2 separate regions of the Rattus norvegicus genome follow, and region 1 is linked to region 2. A link is a contact called in public Hi-C data. All regions are on one chromosome and are shown on one strand. Each heading gives the region's core, a stretch centred on a gene start, on an enhancer-like site or on the middle of the called end of the contact. The rest is flanking DNA. Distances are from core to core; before and after follow the strand shown.

Region 1 (2,700 bases), core at 169-2,668, 260 kb after region 2:
TCTGAGGTCCTCTGTGATTATCTGTAAAATCTGGAATAGACCCCCCCATGTCAAAGCCCGCTGATCAAAAGCCTCATTTCTACATATAACTAATTCAGTTTTCAGGGATCCAGGCTTTGGCATCTTTGGGAGAATATTATTCTGCTGCCCAAGTGGTAGTGCTGGTGTTGGAAGTAGCATCATGGGGCGGGAAAACCAGTGAGACCCGGCGGAAGCAGAGCCAGTAGGGGTTACAGCAATGGATGGAGAAGTAAGTGCCTGACAAGAAGTCTGAGTGAGTATGGAAGGAGAAACACCTACGCGTCTCACTGGAGCACGTGGAAGGGACATGGGCACACTTGGTTTAGTACAATCCAACTCTTTTGCTCATCAAAAAAAAAATCTCGACATCCTTCTAAGGACACGCTGGGTAGCATGTTTCTCCTCTGTGTGTACCTCACCAAATGCATAACAACTATGCATAGGTCGATTAAAGTAAAACAGTCAGAAAAAGACCCGCTCTACTGAAGTGGGCGTCTGGACCACATAACAGTCTATCTCCTGGCCTGTGTGATAGCCAGAGTTATTTTGGTGGGAAAATCTTGTGGTTAGAGCACAAAGCTTTCCTAGGGGGTTCACAGAGTGATGGCTCGTGGACCAGACTCTTCAGTGATTGCCTCCTTCCCAAAGACAGGCTACAGGAGGCGAATGTGGGCGTCCAAAGCCTGTGGGTCTCCTTCAGTCCTCCTCAAATTCTGAAAAGGGATAGTTCATTATAACGTCCTCGAGGGTGGGGAGCGGGAGGAGTCATTTTTCTGCCATTTGGTTGAGATTTACAGCAAATGGGATTCGGAGGATTACAGCATGAAGGAAATGTCAATGTTAAATCTATAGATGGTCCCTTTAGTGCCTTGTGTCATAAATTAAAAGCAAGTACCAGTGAGAAGGCTCGGTGAAAGGGACACAGGGAAATGCCAGGTGGGTCTGTGTTTGCTTTTCTTTCTGGAACACACATGCTTGGCTGCTCCCGGCTCATTGCCCCCTCGCCCCTCCCCCAGCAAGGAGCCACTGCTTCTGTGCGTCCTGGCCTGCTTCAGCTCCTTGGGCCACCACCTTAGAAATGCTGTTTCTGCAGCTTACTGCAAGGCCCAGCATCAGGTGTCACAACTGCTAGGGTGACTGGGTTAATGGCCGAGGCATTTTCCCCAGAGAAGCAGTGACAGACAGGCTTGCCTTTGTCTGTTCTGAGAGATGTCTGAATTTAAAACTTTGTCCCAGACAATGTGCTGGGACCCCTGGGGTTCGGTTGTTTGGCCACCACTCCTCCTCTGCAGTGCCACTAACTCTGTTAGGAGGAACTGGATCCCAGGGCTCCTCTTGCTTCCATTCTGAACCCGAGTTTGATTTGAGTCCATGAAGTCAGGCCTGTGAATGAACCCTTTCTGTCAGACTCTCTTGTGACCTCTCTCCACAAGTGTTGATTCTAAGCCATCAGTGCATGGGAGGCAAGGCAGGGTGATGAGTGCTGGTTTTAATCCCTCCTCTTGCCTCCCCCCAGCCCCCACCTGTTCCTGCCATACTAGAGTGGCTCTGATCTACAGGTATGTCCCTGTAGCTGTGACCTTTTGGTAAGGGTGACAAAGACTTTGTCTAGTATCCCTCAGTTGTACGCAGGAATATGTGAATTATGGTTTTTGGTCAGGTAATCTATCTTCATAAGTGCTCCAAGGCTGTTGTTGTCAATCATGTATCTGTGTGTGTGTGTGTGTGTGTGTGTGTGTGTGTGTGTGCGTGCGCGTGTGTTTGTGTGTGTGAGTATGGATGTATATGAGTATATGTATGTTATGTTTGTTCACATATGTGTGGATGCACAAATATATGGCATCATATATGTTTGTTCACATGTATGTGCGTATATGTGCACACACGCATGTGCATGCAGGTGCCTGAGTGCGAGTGTGCACGCGTGCATGCACACACACACAGACACACACACACCCTAAAGAGGTTGGGTAATTTACATGCTGAGTTACGTTTCTCATGAGCATTATGTGCTGATGTCCTGACGTCAGACTGGGCTGTACTGGACGACATGATCCTTGAGCCAAGGCCAAGCCATATGGGTGAATTGTGTATGGACGCCTGTCCTCATTGGAAAAGATTCAGACACAGACGCACGCAGCAGGAAAGATGCAGAAGTGCAAGAAGTCAGAGATCTGTCCTCAAGCCAAAAGGAGCTTGCTCTTACAAAAACAAAAACAACACAAGGAAACAAAACCGGCTCCTCGGACAGCTGCATCTTGATTCCGGCATCCGGAGTTGTGAGTTCGGAAATGTCTCGTATGTAAGCTATCAGCTGTAGCACTTTGTCATGGCAGCTGAGCAAACACTTAAGAGTCCCCCGAGCGGCACTGAAATGGGGAAGCCGGACTATGTAAGCCCCATGGCTCATCTTCACCACTGATACTGTAAACCTTAGCTTGCTATGGAGAGCGCTCCTTGTTGAAGTCTCCCTCCGCCTTGTTTCTACTTATTGACAGACTCTGAAGTGATTGCTTTCGGACTCCTTCACAGTTTCCTGGCTGCCTCGTTATTTTTCAGGTGAGCTATGGAGTTTTTTAAGTTTACTCTTGCCTTTTTTTTAATTAAAGAAAAAAAAAAAACAACAAAACCCCCAACCAGTACCTATGCAAAATAGCTTTTGGTTTTAGAGGCAGAAGG
Region 2 (2,700 bases), core at 53-2,552:
TCCGCTGTCGATTGCCCTTCTTTGGTTCAGTGTGGCAGAGTCAGTACTTGAGCTTACGTGTTAACAAAGAGAAAGAAAGCTGGAAAGATAAAAAGGTGTTCCCCAGCACAGCTGCTTATCCTGACAGACATTTTAATATTTGCAACCTTGCAGCCCACCAATCATGTTGTCCATGAGTGGACTCTTGGGGTAGACAGTGGGTCTGCTGATGCCCGGTCAGGACTAGTCTGTTTAGTAAGACTGCCCCTGCTCGTGATTTTGATGTCTCAGAGGCAAGCCACCACATCTTGGGAGGCCTGGATCTGTGTGCTTGTGCTCAAGGTGTCCCTGTGACCTTGACTGTTTAACTCGTCCTGTGTTACCAACAGTGTTCACATCTGTAGTGTGGAAATGAGAACTCCCCCCCCCCATGTCGTCACAGGGTTATTTATGAAGTCCAAGTGAGCCAGTGTGTATAAATGAGAAACGTTGGCACAGGGTGTTATACAGTTACATGACAGGCTTACTCAGCTAGGGAAATAACACTGGAAGAAACCAACCTTCACCAAGAGGGTCATCTTCAGGTGTCAGTCAATCCCAAGTGCACATATGGGCTGTCTAGTATCGAGACAACCTGTGCGCTATACCAGGTGAGTTTTATTCGCAGGGGTGGGGGAAGTCACATTTTAGCCATTGGGGAAACACAAGCAGGATGGAAAATCTGGTACCCTGATGATGTCACCAGTTTTTAATGCTGATTCATTAAAAATGAGTATCAATGAGTTAGGTACATTTTAATCTTATAGTGTTTATTATCTTTAAACCACAACTGAGGTTCCCTGATAATATAAGTAGAGGTAATAGAAATGTTGAATGTTCCTTGAGTAGGGTAAGGATCTCCCCCTCCCCATGCTCACTCCTCTCATCCTCTTCCTTTCTCGGAAGCAAAGTTGTATAATCTGAAAAACCTGACATTCCATATTGAGGGTTTATTGTAAGGTAGTAAAACCAGATTTTATATCTCGTTTATTCCTACAACTTCTGATGTGCTTCCAAAAATGGTATTAAGGCAGCAGCTGAGGAAATTTTATGAGATAATGAAGCAGAACAGTTACTGAAAGCCATCTGCTCGGTTGTTTACAAACTTGCTTCAATACTTCAGAGGCAGTGGTAGGGTACGTGTCTAAACTTCACAAGCTGCACTAGGTAGGTCTAAGTGAAGTAGGCCTGGGCTGGGCTGAGCTCGCTCCCTCTCTGTGCAGCGTGAGCGGTTGCCAGGCAGGCCTGTTGGAAGCCAGCAGAAAGCACCACACAGAGGTGATTATGTGGCACCATCTGTCACGCTTCAAGCCTACCATACAGCATGGCTAATCAGCCTTGGCAGGATGATGGATGAACAGCAGCAGCTGCCAAAAGCCACTGTTGGCAAACAGCACTGAAGTTAAGAACTTTTTCCCCCCTCTGTCTTCCTCTCCAGGGTCCTGCTGCGTGTCCGCATGCTGTACTACCTAAGACAAGAAGTGATAGGAGACCAGGCAGAGAAGATCCTCGAGGGCGCTGACTCAAGGTTGGTGCAAGCACACATTTGTTCCGGCCCTCCACGGGCTGGCCCAGGTGGTCGGGAAACTCTCCACGGGTTGTGGTTAGAACCCTCACAGACTTATCAGGAGTTCACCTCGGTTCTGTCTTTAATGCGAGCAAGGGTTCGTCCTCTGGGTGTGGGGATGGGCTGAGACGATGGACAGGGCCATTTGCATGTGCTTGGTTATAAGAGTGTGAGAAGCAATGGCTTCTGACCTGAGCTGGGATACCTTGTGATGAGGCTCAGTTCTGACCACTGCCCCACGTTGTTGATTCCTCTCCACCATACAAGATTCTTATTGTGAAGAAGAGGAGACTGGAGCGTGTGTTTACCACCTAGGGCTAGGATTCATTTTAAGTACCCGTATTTAAAGAGTGCTTAAATGCTCTCTTTCCAGTGAGGCCGACGTGTGGATTCCTGAGCCATTTCATGCGGAAGTTCCTGCAGACTGGTGGGATAAGGAAGCAGATAAATCCCTCTTAATTGGAGTGTTTAAACATGGTAAGGAGTGCTTCTGTCTGAACACATTTTGACTGGGTGGCTTCATCTTTATTTAGAACTCTTTGCATACTCCTTTTCCAAAGTCATAATATTAATGAGGACCGTTCCAAAGGACTCTTGGCGCCGACCATTTTTCTGCACTAGAAATCTAATACGAACTGTAAATATCAGATGCTGTTTTTGAATGTTTGTTGAGTGTTTGAGAAGAAAACATTTCTTTCTTGGCTATAAACAGAAGTCAAGCCATATTTGTTTTTAGTAATAGCCAAGCCGTACCACGGCATTCCCGAAACTTCACTTCCAGAACGGCCGCCCTCACTAAACTCTGCCAGCCTGTGTCAGAGTGGACGGTGGGCTTAACCTCTGCTATTAATCTGTACAAGTGCCTCCTGGGCTTTGTTCCAAGCAATATTTCACAAATGTCAGTGCCGGGGACTCACCGCTCCCCCAAGTGGGACGCAGCCTTGTTAACTTTGAAAGGCTGGGGATGCAGAAGTGCCATGATATATACAGTGAGCGTTTCCTGATTATAATCCCAATTCTCTGGAGGTCGCGGAGGTATTCCTAGCAGCCCAGCCTGACTAAAGGGGAGAATGATGGCTTATAAAACCTTTCATGATTACAGTTTGGCTTGCGGC

Evidence for each region. Hi-C and Micro-C count contacts between places; a contact is called where the count stands out from the background.
Region 1: a Hi-C map of frontal cortex shows a contact between it and region 2, with 1.7 times the contacts expected there. The contact joins two enhancer-like sites. A contact is called at or near these places in 2 of 12 Hi-C or Micro-C datasets (frontal cortex and psoas muscle).

What each region holds. Positions count from the first base shown.
Region 1 is chr5:27,028,308-27,031,007 of GRCr8, forward strand. All of the region lies in intron 1 of LOC108350931 (a long non-coding RNA gene), which reads left to right. Among named protein-coding and RNA genes, the nearest start is that of Lnc056, 69 kb to the left of the region's middle. Within about 2 kb of position 1,419, at least 2 of the 93 cell types and tissues checked have an H3K27ac peak or open chromatin away from gene starts, as enhancers often do.
Region 2 is chr5:26,773,084-26,775,783 of GRCr8, forward strand. Chd7 (chromodomain helicase DNA binding protein 7) reads left to right here. Exons shown (of 38, transcript NM_001107906.3): 24 at 1,457-1,546; 25 at 1,959-2,062. Among named protein-coding and RNA genes, the nearest start is that of Chd7, 170 kb to the left of the region's middle. Within about 2 kb of position 1,303, at least 20 of the 93 cell types and tissues checked have an H3K27ac peak or open chromatin away from gene starts, as enhancers often do.